Regions from separate parts of the Dromaius novaehollandiae genome. Here region 1 is linked to region 2. A link is a contact called in public Hi-C data. All regions are on one chromosome and are shown on one strand. Each heading gives the region's core, a stretch centred on a gene start, on an enhancer-like site or on the middle of the called end of the contact. The rest is flanking DNA. Distances are from core to core; before and after follow the strand shown.

Region 1 (6,257 bases), core at 1,114-3,613, 52 kb before region 2:
TATTGAACCATTGTCTATAAAGACCGGTGGCCGTGTCATATTTCTACACCTCACGAAGGAAGTTACTTGTTTCTAAAAGAGGAATAATAGCAATAGTACTATGAGAATTTATTCTTATATTTTAATCGCTTTCAGATCAGTGGATGAAACTGCCACATCAAGCGGTAAAATAAAAGGCAGTTTCATTGTGCTGTAAAAAGGGGAGCTGAAATCCTAGTATCTTGCTGAAGAATATGGTTATAGCTGTAACACATACTGCTTAAATTTAGAACAGATGGGTATATACTTACTCATGAGCTGCAATACTGTCTCATGGAAGTGATCTAATTAATTTAGATGAGATGTCAGCATGAATGAGATTATCAGAGCCTTGCCTTTAATTGGCATGTCGTTTGGAAAGGAATGTAATAGGTAGATGGGTTAGATGGGTGTGTCTTTACCGAAGGGTACAGAGGCCTGGAGGAAGCATAAAAGCCTTTGTAAAGGCTCTATGAAAAAGCACTCATGTTCAGATCATTATCTAAACAATAGCCACACACACACACACACACAGAGAGTCATCTAATATGCAAGGATTTTAAACAAGGAAACTGCAAAAAAAATTATATGTAATATCTGCAAAACCCTGAAGCAGGTGCTGTAATTAGCACAGCTGTCTGAGCTAGTAAAAATGCTAGCAAGTGACCTCGTAAGGAAGTAGTAGAAGAATGGTACAAAAGATAGCAGGGAAAATTCTCAGGGAAGGGAAGCGTAAACAAGTCTCAGGAGTACTGTGTTTCCTGATCCGAAATACAGCAGATGTGGCAAAAAATACACGAAGGAGATCTGCCTAGCCAGTGGAACAGGAAGTGTAAGGAAAAATAAACAAATGACAGCATACTTGTTGAAGCAAGGAAATCAGGAAATGCACAAGCAAGAGCAACTCCTGTCTCCTAGACCTAAGTCTAACACAGAACCCATGTACAGACTTAAACTGTGAATCTCGGAATCTACAGTGCTAACCCAAAATGTAACGCTAATCAAGGGACAAGGACTGTTCAGGAGACAGGTCCTAGTTTCAAGTTGGAGAAGCCAAATGAAGTTCAGAATAGGTCATGTTTCTTCCTAAGGCAAGAAATAAGCAACAGATGAGAAAAAATGAGTTACCTGAGACTTTTCTAACGTAGATTCTGGTTAGTGAGGAGGATGTATTCTGATCAATCAGCACAGCCTGCAGTCTGTCCAAACTGCAGAAATAAAATGAAGAAACATATTACTAAAATAAGGATGTGTTTGTATTTTGAATGTGTAATATCTGTATGTATACAGCCACAAAGACACTGCATGCTTCCCACAGTAAAAAGCAATCTCTAAGTTGGGAAGTGAACAGTATTATTCCTTACAGATGGAGCTAGTGAATTTTAGCAAATTTGGGATCACAACAGCACCATTCATAACTCATTCCAAGTGACCCCCCCCCCCAATTTTCCATGTGATTACAAAAGATTTAAAAGGAACTGAATTTGCATGAATTAAGTTTAACTTATAGAGAGCCACAGGAACACACTCTGGTGACAGCTATGGTTTCTAGTTTAGGCTAAAGGGAAGGCACGTGACTGCAGACAGGAGGTCAGGGCAGATCCAAAAAATACTGGGGCTGTATTTGAAATACCACCTGTGGGTGGCAAGTCGTGGAGAGCCACGATAAGGCTCTGTACTAAACTCCCACCAGTCCAGGAAGGGCTGAGCCCTTTCCCGAGCACCACAAGAGAGCTGCAGCCCACGTTAGCGTGCTCGTTTCCTTCCTTTCCCCCATTACGGGGCCCTCATGGCCACGGGATCACTACATTGTGCCGTGGAAATGCTGTGATACGTGCAGGAAGCATCACTGTGCTTCCAAAAGTTAATGACATTATCTCCGAGTTCCCTGAAAAACGGTTTAAACCCAAAGCTAATTACGCGGGCAGAAATCCTCTCAGCGGTGTCAGCAGAGAAAACGCCCCGGGCTCCCGAGCGGCCCCGCGACCCCCGGGCCCGGCAGGAAGGCGCCGAGGCCGAGGCTGAGGCTGAGGCCGCCCCGCTCGGCTCGGCTCGGCTCGGCTCGGCTCGGCGGGCCGGGACAGGCCGCAGCGGCCGCTTCGCGCCCGGGGCGCCGTGAGGCGAGGGGAGGCGAGGGGAGGCGAGGGGAGGCGAGGCGCGCGCAGGCCGCGGGCGCGCAGCGCTCTGAGGGGAGACACCCGCCTCCCCCCCCCCGCGCGGGGAGGGCTGTGAGGGGAAGCCGCCCCCCCCGCCCGGCTCGCAGAGCCCCGCACCGCCCGCGGCGGCTCCCAAGTTTCCGTGGCAGTTGCATAACTGCGGGCGGGGCGGGGCGGGGCGGAGCGGGGCGGGGCGGGGGCGGCCGGCGCGGCCCGGCCCTCGGCCCGCCGCTGCCCGGCGCGGCGCGGCGCGGCCCGGGGGAGGGCGCCGCGCTGCCCGGGGCTGACCCGCCCGCCCCTGCGCCGGGACACGGCGCTGCCGGCGGGCGCGGAGGCACTGCCCGCTCCGCCCGCTCCGCCAGAGCGGCACTGCTCCCGGGCACCGACGGCGCGTCCTCGGCGGCGGCCCCGGCCCCGGCCCCGGCCCCGGCCCCGGCAGCGCCCGCGCCCGCCACCGCCGCGGCGGAGGGGGGGACGATGAACCCCGCGCCGCCGCCGCCGGGGCAGCAGGTGATCCACGTCACGCAGGACCTGGACACGGAGCTGGAGGCGCTGTTCAACGCCGTCATGAACCCCCGGCCCAGCTCCTGGAGGAAGAAGATCCTGCCCGAGTCCTTCTTCAGGGAGCCCGACTCGGGCGCGCACTCGCGGCAGTCCAGCACGGACTCGGGCGGCCCGCCGCCCCGGCCCGCCGCCGCGCAGCACGTCCGCTCCCACTCCTCGCCCGCCTCGCTGGTGGGCGCGGGCGCGGCGGCGGGCGGGGGGGCCGCTCCGCAGCACGCGCACCTGCGGCAGCGCTCCTACGACGTGACGGACGAGCTGCCGCTGCCGCCCGGCTGGGAGATGGCGCTCACGCACACGGGGCAGCGCTACTTCCTCAAGTGAGTGGCGGCCCCGCCGCGACGGGGACGGGGACGGGGACGGGGGGGGGGGGGACACGGGGCGGCGGTTCCACGGCCCACGGCGGGGCGGCCCGGAGCGGAGCGGAGCGGAGCGGCGGGCCTGGAGACCCCTCAGGGTTGTCACTGGCCGCGGTGGCGGGCGGGGGGCAGCATGCCTGGCTTGGGGTCCGTCCCCGCGCTGCGGGCGCCGGGTGGGTTGAGCGGCCCGTGCCCGTGCCCGTGCCCGTGCCGCGCTGGCAGGCACTCAGCAGCGCGGGGTCTGCTCGCGGAGCCTCCGCCTGAGCGCGGCGAGGGAGCGCGGGGCGTCGTTGACCCCCTCCCGGGGAGAGGAGAGTCAGCAGTACTGGCAGTTCGTGTTCAGCCGTCTGTGACGCTTCCTGCTTAGAAAAACCGGCGAGTGCGCGGTTCGCCGCACTTCGTAACGCTTTTGTTGCCGCCGGGCTTTGGGCTCCGCGGGGAGCGGTTGGGGCTGTGCCGCGCGTGCGGGCCGCAGCAGAGCGCGCAGCCCCTTCCCCTTGGCCGGCCCTTGCCGCCCTGCGCGGGCACCCGCCGGGGCTCCGCCTCGCCGCCTGCCCGCCGCCCCGCTCGGCGGCCCGAGCCGGGGGACTGGTTGCGCCGCGCCGCCGTCGCGGGGGCGGGCGGGGCGGGGAAGAGGAGGCCGGTGGGAGCAGTGTACCGCCACGCGCGGACACGCGTTGCCCGCGGCTGCTTGCCGGGGCTTGGCCGGTGGGAGTTTGCAGGCTGGCTGAAAACGACGTGGCGTGACTTTTGCCTGCCAGTTGGCTTTTGGTTAGTATCAGAACGAGCCCCGTGGCTTCAGCGTTACCGTCACGCATTTCTGACATAGCGGCCTTTCCCTCTCACCAGGCTCTGGTGGATTCTTGTCGCTTGGGCCAAAAACGTGGGTCTCCTATTCAAAGAGCTGCGGGTAGAACCCAGAAGTGTCTCTTATATTTTTCCCAAATCACATCAACAATAATAAAATCACTGAAAGTTCTGAGAAACTTTTATTTTGTGAATCTAGTTTTATTCTGCTTTTTTAATGTCTCGTAAAAGTAGTGTATTCTGATTAACAATATGCTTTTTTATATAAAACACAGTCTTCATTGTGTGTGCAATTTGTTACCTAAAGCAGTCTGTTTTGTTTATCCAGTTTTAGTTATCCCACAGAACTTTTTTTAAAATTTCTGTAATAACTAAGTGGAATAAATTATTTCCTTATTACTCAGTAATATTTTTTGGAGGTACTACTCAGCTATAAAATGATCATATATGAATTATAATATTTTGCTGTGATGTAACTTTTTCAGGTGAAAATAGCATTTTCTACAGAAATTTAATATTGTTCATGGAAAGCAGCATTTAAAACTATGTAAAATAATATGAAGTGTTTAAGTCAGATGATTCATTTAAAAACGCTGGTTGGTCAAACCTGGCCTGTAAGGTCACATTTATGTCTATCTGAGGGCTGCCTGTCAAAAAAGGCACTGTTTCTTTTCATCTTAATGCTAGGTGCATGTGCACAGTCACTGGCAAAAGAAAATCGAGAAGGAGGTGGAGAGCAAATAGCAAAAAACTAAATGGTATTAAAGCCTTTATGAGCTGTAGAGGTTTAAAACGCAGTTTGTTTTATTTAAATGTATTGCCAGGAGTTACTAAACGAAAGTAGTGATGGGGCTCGCAGTGGGCGTGCGTTAGCCTCGCTGACCAGGAACCAGCCATAACTTGCAGGAATCACGTCTCGCATGTCAGTTCCTGCAGAAGTTTTCTGGCTGTGACTGGAAGAAACATAAGTAGCCTCGGGACCACTCCACCCTGTAATTAAATACCAAACCACAGAAGTGGGGGATGGAAAACAGACTAATAAACACGCGCTCACTCACAGCACTGTTATCTAAAGCATTCTTCTGTGTGTGCATGTGTGAAAAAAAAGTTTAAGTGTGATTTATTTCTGATAAAAAGGATTTCTGGAAAGACAGGCAAAATGCCTTGTGTAGCTCTTACATTGGTGAGTGGGAATATCAGTTGCGTATCGATCCACATGCTGAACTGTGTACACATATGCTGTAATAAGAATTTTTCAAGTATTACTTTCTGCCAGTTTGGTTTTAGGTGCTGCAGCCTCGTATTTCAGAAGAGGTCTAAGGTTTTAGTGTTTTCTCGATGTGCGTGCGGTGCTTCCGATCAGACTCCGATTTCGTTCCGGGAGGTAAACGTGTGCATAGAGAATAGGGTGTTTGCACTGAACGGATCTGTGAAACTTGTTGCTGCCGCTACCTTTATCACAGTGATTTTTAAAAATGTTACAGTAAACATTTGCCACCTGAGGACGTATTTGCCAGTAAAAGCCTGTTCAGGGTGAAAGCAGGCTGATCACTTTTAGCACGTGGTTTACTTGACATGCCCCAAGTTTTTCCCACCGGTTTCTGCTGGTGGATAAGTTTGCTCTAAGACATGGTCAGTTTTGTATTACCAAACAGGTTCAGCAGAATGTGGTGAAGAAAAGGAGTATAAATACCATGAAAGTACTTTTTTTCTGAAAAGGACAAAACAAATAATATTGACAGTTAAACTGTTTGAGCGATTTCCCAGTGCTGCATTTCTATGAAAACAGTTGTGTTCTGTAGGGATCGCAACTGTCCAATATTGCAGTTGTGCTTATGCCGTGCAGTATTCAGAACAGGGATATGTTCTGCCTCAGAAATGTAGTCACGTAACTAAGCGGAAGATGGGGGGGACAGTGCAGGGGACACTCTGCTAAGCTCCGATAAAAGTGTGGGGAAAAATTAACACCTTTGTGCTAACCTGCTTCGCAGTATTGGTCCAGCGTTTGTGACCAACCGCGGATGGACACAACGCACGTAGTATTAAGTGGGGATCGCATCCATGTAGCTTTGGTTTTACGCTGTAAAAAAATGGCGCAAGGCAAGAGGCCGCACCTCTTCGGTGTGTTTAGTGTTGTGTGTTAGGAGATGCGTTGGTGAAAGCGTCTGGCGTTCGGGGCGTTTCACGCGCGCTGAGGGCTTGGCACCGTTTCCCGTCTCCAGCGGTTGCTGGGCCGGAACGTGGTGGTCCCGTGGCTGCTCCCCTCGCCTGTGCTCCCGCTTGCTAAAAAGAAGTTACAGTGCGCAGTCCCGTTGGAGATGTATTACTGCTAATGACTTCTCTCTGGGATTAATGT
Region 2 (5,598 bases), core at 1,644-4,143:
GATCGCTCTTAATTCTGAACACTGACGTAACACCTCTTAACCATATGTTCTCTTAGGTTCTGTAAAGATGAATTCATTAATGTGTACATTTGCAGCAGAAATATGAAAATTGTGTGTAGATACTTAAAATTGTAATTCCTGAGTTCTCCGGTCTTCTCATGCTGCGTTTGTATCTGGAGCAGACCGTTTAATCTGCGCCTGTGCTGCTGCTCGTTAACAGTCGTGTGCTGGTGGCATCCTCGTAGGAGCATTGCAGGAAGCCGAGAGCTCGTCCTGAATCGAGGGGCAGCTGCTGCAAGGTGAGCAGCAGTGCTGCGAGCCGGCAAAGGCGAGGGGAGGAAGCTGCACGAGGTCCCACGCACTGCCGAGGACTGGGGCCTTGCAAAATCTGGGGTCGTACCGTCACAGAATAATTCGTGTGGGAGGGGGCCTCAGGCCTTGCCCACCCCTGCTCGAGCGGAGTCAGCTGTGAGAGCGGAGCAGGCTGCCGAGGGCTTAACCTGCCGGGTCCTGGAAGGCTCCACGACCGGTCGGAGGATCCTGGTGCAGTTCTCCTCACGCTTTCACCGGATCGCAGGCTGGCATCGTAAAAAAGCAGGTGCTGTGTCGTGAACGCTAGCTGGTGGAGTTTGGGAATGTGCGATACAAATTTAAGAATAGAGAATAATTTCTGGCAGAGGGAGAAGGGTGCTGCATGCACTTTTGTTTGCACTTCATAATGTCGTTCACCTGATGAGATCCCGTGTAAATACAGAGCATAAGAAAAACAAAACTTCATGGCACATCTGTGGTAGAAGCTAGTAATGTTATCTCCATTTTACAAGTAATTCAGGCATAAATCAGTGGAGATCCTGATTTTAATCTCTTTGGGGTCAGTGTGTGCATTGATCCTAACAGTTCAATCGTATTAACTTGTTTTATTAAACTGCAGACGAAGAGTCATTTGATTTTTCTCTACTGAAGAAGATAAAGCTCCTTCCGTTGGAAGCTCACTCCTTCATCAAGATTTACCAGCAAACGTGAGCCAAGTGATTAGAGGAGGCTAGTTTTAGCAGTTAAATACACTGGATCTAGATGGTGAAAGACATTATGTATTAAACAACAGAACTTAACCTGGAGAGCACCTTATGCTGACAGCTGTTTGTGTTACAGAAATTCATCTGTGAATCTGAAAAGTTTAGCCTTCAGCTGTACTGCTCGGGGTAGTTTAATTGGTTCTGGACACAACTTGGGGTTGTGGTACTTTGCACCTGCTTTCGTTTTTTTAATCAGCCAGGAAATCCAACCAATAAAAAGTTGCAGTAATCCTGTCTAAGAGCAATAAACACATGAACCAAAGTTTCCACATCCTGCCATGATAAAAGAGGTGTAGCTGCTATTGTTTGACGATGATAAAATGCAGTTTTAGCTGCAGTGTCAAAGTGAGCCCCCGGAGATAAGACCACACAAACTCCCAAGGTGTTTAAAAATAGGCAGTATGTGTTTTAGTGATAACTAGCATACATGGAATGGTCTAGACTTTGTGAGACTTGGTTTGCTTTGGCTGGAATTTTGGGTAGAAATACATAATACTGAGAGGGACACATTTTTCCCCACCTGTAACCCATATCCACACACCACTTGCACAGTGGATAGGCTTCCTGTTACAGGTCATATTTAATTACTGGATATCCTGAAAGGACCTGACACAGTTCAGATGTGGTCAACGTGAATCATTTTGGGACCTGTTTCTGGTTAATGAAATAAGACTTACAGGAGAGCTGGAACCGGTGGGGAGGATCTGCACGTTCTGTGGGAATGAAGGTTTTACCACACAGCTTTGGGAAAGAATGTATTTTGATTATTTGCAATTAAAACCTCCAAAAAGTGATTTATGAGGTAGACTTCAAATGGAGTAATTTGTTCATGTTTTAAGGGCGGTCAGTATCAGCTGTAGAGACTAACAGGCACTAACTTCAGTAGCAAGTAGATTAAATCCAGGTGTCACCAAGAACACCTTTAGGCCAGCAACTTACTGTCTAGTAAATCTGAAATATTAAAGGTCGATGTGTTCAAAAGAGATGTTGGTATTTTTTCAAAATCCGGTGATTTTTAATTGCAAAGAAGTTCCTGTTGGTGTAAGCATTTCCCTTCAAGGTTAACAACCGAGCATGTGCTAGCCCGAGAGTGGAATGTCATTTGCATAGTTTCCAAGTGAATGAAATGCAAAAGCTAAAGACTCCACAAGACAATTAAAAGTAAACAACATATAATAATTATTTTAAATAATAATGGTCATCAGTAATTGGTCATTAGCATTTAAGCTGTTGCTCCTTTCAGGCAGCCCCCACTGTAGTTTGTTCATTGTTGTTTATTCAGTTCTTAAATTAATATTCTTAAAAGGAAGAGATCTAAGTGCCTGCAGAGTAAATCTCTAATCTTTTAAACAATTTTCTGCTAATTCAGAGCTTTGATGCTGCACCTGCAGGGTTGGGTTTTTTTTTTTTTTAGGCTTGAAGCATTGAAGACAGGAAACTTTAGTTAAATGTGCATATCGTAGAACTTACCAGTTGAAACTGTTGAGAAATCTCTGTATAGCTATTTTCAGCCTAGAAATCTGAATAAAGGACTCTCTGTGCACTGGGATAGTACAACTTTTTGGTTTAATGCTTTACAGATTTTTGGAACAAAATGCACCCGAACTGAAAAGCAGCATTTTTTGCTGACCTCGTTGGAAGGCTAATGCTGTTTCTGGGAAATAAGTGAAACAAGCAGTTCTTTGTTGGCAGAAGCAGAGAGAGAGAAGGAGGGGAGCCTAGTCCTTTTTTCTTCACAATGTCGTGACTAAGTCAAAACTGTAATATGGCTGGGTTTTTTGTTTTTTTAAAAACCTCTGTAGACATGTGTTTTTCATCAGACTGTGCTGCGTGACACCTGATGCTGGCCAGTTCCTACGGATTAGGCACTGCCCTGCCTATAGGCAGAGTAGAGAAAAAGACCCACAGCTGCACCCAGGCACTTCTGATGCTAAAATAATAAAAGCTGGTACTATCAGTTCAGCACATATGTCAGAAACAATTTACACCTGCCTGTTCTGGCTTCTGCAACTCGCAGATCCTCTTGCCCACAGAGTAATCCTTGCTTAGTGTATATCCAGCAAAGCAATCAACAGAAAGGTCTCCTACGATATCAGAAAGCCTAATTCACTAGAATATTATTACTTTAAAAATAAAGAAAAGCAGTAAAAAATTCATTCATTGCTTGTCTAACTGTTAAAAGAAATTTACCTAGGTCCAACTTTAGAGGTGAACTAAATGGTGGTAATTCCATGGACTGTAAAACTGTAATGAGACTGGCTGCATACTCTAGATTTGATCTTAGCTCCACATTTTTACTCACTTTCATTTGAGCTGAAAAATTGTGCAACAGCTGTTCATTGAAGAGTCTTGCTTCATTTTGCAGAACAAATTTGTTTCCTACAAGAGAACTGAATTATAAATGCCGCCTTGAATCTGTCTGCTAGAAGGATGAATGCTTTTCAGTTGCTAAGTCCCATCTTATCTCCTTTACTATACAGAGGTGAGTTTGAGCTTTTGGGGTTTTCCGTTTGTTTGCAGAACCTTAGAAATGTTCCCGGGGGGTGCCGAACCCTGCCTGGTGAATCCGAGCTTACTGGAGATCAGTTGCCTTTTCTCGGTTACCTTTGGACCTCTCAGAAGCAGCCCTCAGGTCTTAAGGTTCACCTGAGAAACAGGCTGAAAAGGGTCGTTAAAGCGTCACCAGTTTGTTGGGCGGGTGTCGCTGAGCTGTGGTTGGCATTCATACCGGGTAGTCTGGCTGGAACGCCAACGGCAGGTTTTTCTTTCCAACCCAAATTCTGTTGTGCTCCTCACAGTATTGAGATATAAATTCGGAATTCAAATATAGATAATAGCAGGCATTGATAAAGTCAAGTAAATATGGTGACGGGTGTGCCGTATGGTTATACCGTAAGGAGCAGACTTTGCAGAGTGCCGCCGTTCTGCGAAGGTGCTCGCTGGAGTCGACGTGAGACTTCCCGAGGGAGCCCGGGGAAGTCAAGGGGACACAGCGATACCGGCTGCGTGCCAGAACAGCCTCACCGTAACGTGTCCAGCTCCGTGGCTCAGTCAGGAGTGGTCAGAGAGAGTCAGTAACAGTTTGGGGTAGTTCCAGGAAAAGTACAGCATCAAACCCAGTTAGGTAAAAGACTTTTCTCAGAGTAAACTTGCATATGTAGCACAGAGATAGTTTTGCATTATTGGGATTCTTTTCATTCCAAATAGTCTATTTAAAGATCCACTGTTCATTTGAAATCTAGCCTGTATCAGCCATATCAAATGTGTTTAAAGGTGTTCCAGGCGGTATATTTATTCCCCTCTGCATTTTTTCATAGCTCTACCTTTAGGAAAAGCTACCTACCTTCTACCCCAAAAGTATATTTCTTTCTTGTTGTTTGAAGAACTTGCAGAGAAAAAAGGGAAAAGCAGTGATAACTCTTGGTCCTGTAAAAACCATATGATCCTACCTTTCCACACCCCTTCTGAGGAGGCTGGATTTCTGCCTGGATGCTGGTTTTTGCCCAAGTAGATTCCCTGGCGGGGTAGGAACTAGCTGGAAACACTAATATGGTGTTGTGCACACACAGAACAAGTGGAGGGGAGTAGGGGGGAGAAAAAAGAGGGAGATCATCTTAGTGATCAGAAGTATTGGCAGAACTGTATTTATATCATACAGATGTGACCATAGCTTTTAATGGCATTGATTCTGTTAAAAAATCCGGAAAGATGCAGGTAGTTATCTATGAAAGCATACTTAATTACCAATTACTGTATAAACTAGAGTTTAATAATAGCAAGAATCAAATATTCTATCGAGACATACTTTTGGAATTGTCCTATTCAGAGTAGTCTTTAATCTGTGTGGATTTGTAAACCTCAATGTCAGTTTTGCTGGCATAGATTTGGTAAAAGTGTATGATGATGTTCAACAAAAAACAGGTCACAAAAAGGGCTTCCAGCAAATCTGAACTTTGGATTTCATTTATTTTGTGGACGGTCCAGCCGTACTAAATATATTATTCCAGGACTAATACGTTGGGAACTTCCATAATTTTTTTTGCCACAGTGAAAAAAGATGATCATATTTTCTGTCATAAGATATCAAGAAGCATACATAGGACCAATGTAAGCAGAGCCTTTGACTTTACAGTGTATAAAGGTGACTTCTATAATAAAGAAGATTTGTTTGGCATGAGGTAGTTTTTCATATGTAGAGAAACACAAATCGTTCACTAGTATTTTTGCTTGTTTCCACGTGTACCTTGGCATAGTCTCCCCGTGCAGTCAGGAAGTTTTAGGTGTTAGACAGCATCTACAGTCTCCTCTCCAGCAGAGAAGCTAGCTCAGCGGTGCTGTGGTGTGTCCAGGTGTCCTCAGGTGTGGCTTTGTTCTTCACCCAGACTTTATTCTGGTGTCATATAAAGGGTGTTGTTGTTGTTGTTTTACGTTTGTTTGAAGTTACTAGTTTCTGGCATCCTGTTTGAAAGGTACCGAAAAGCACGTCAGATCAGTTGTACTGCATGTGAATAGGCAGAATCGG

Evidence for each region. Hi-C and Micro-C count contacts between places; a contact is called where the count stands out from the background.
Region 1: a Hi-C map of liver shows a contact between it and region 2, with 3 times the contacts expected there. The contact joins the promoter of WWTR1 here to the enhancer-like site in region 2.

What each region holds. Positions count from the first base shown.
Region 1 is chr9:837,107-843,363 of bDroNov1.hap1, reverse strand. WWTR1 (WW domain containing transcription regulator 1) reads left to right here and starts at 2,363. Exons shown (of 6, transcript XM_064516443.1): 1 at 2,363-3,055. The coding sequence starts at 2,652. It overlaps LOC135329144 (a long non-coding RNA gene), which reads right to left and starts at 2,823. Exons shown (of 5, transcript XR_010390363.1): 1 at 2,706-2,823; 2 at 1,147-1,226.
Region 2 is chr9:786,621-792,218 of bDroNov1.hap1, reverse strand. The region is part of intron 2 of WWTR1 (WW domain containing transcription regulator 1); the gene reads left to right. Among named protein-coding and RNA genes, the nearest start is that of TM4SF4, 40 kb to the right of the region's middle. Within about 2 kb of position 2,893, at least 2 of the 2 cell types and tissues checked have open chromatin away from gene starts, as enhancers often do.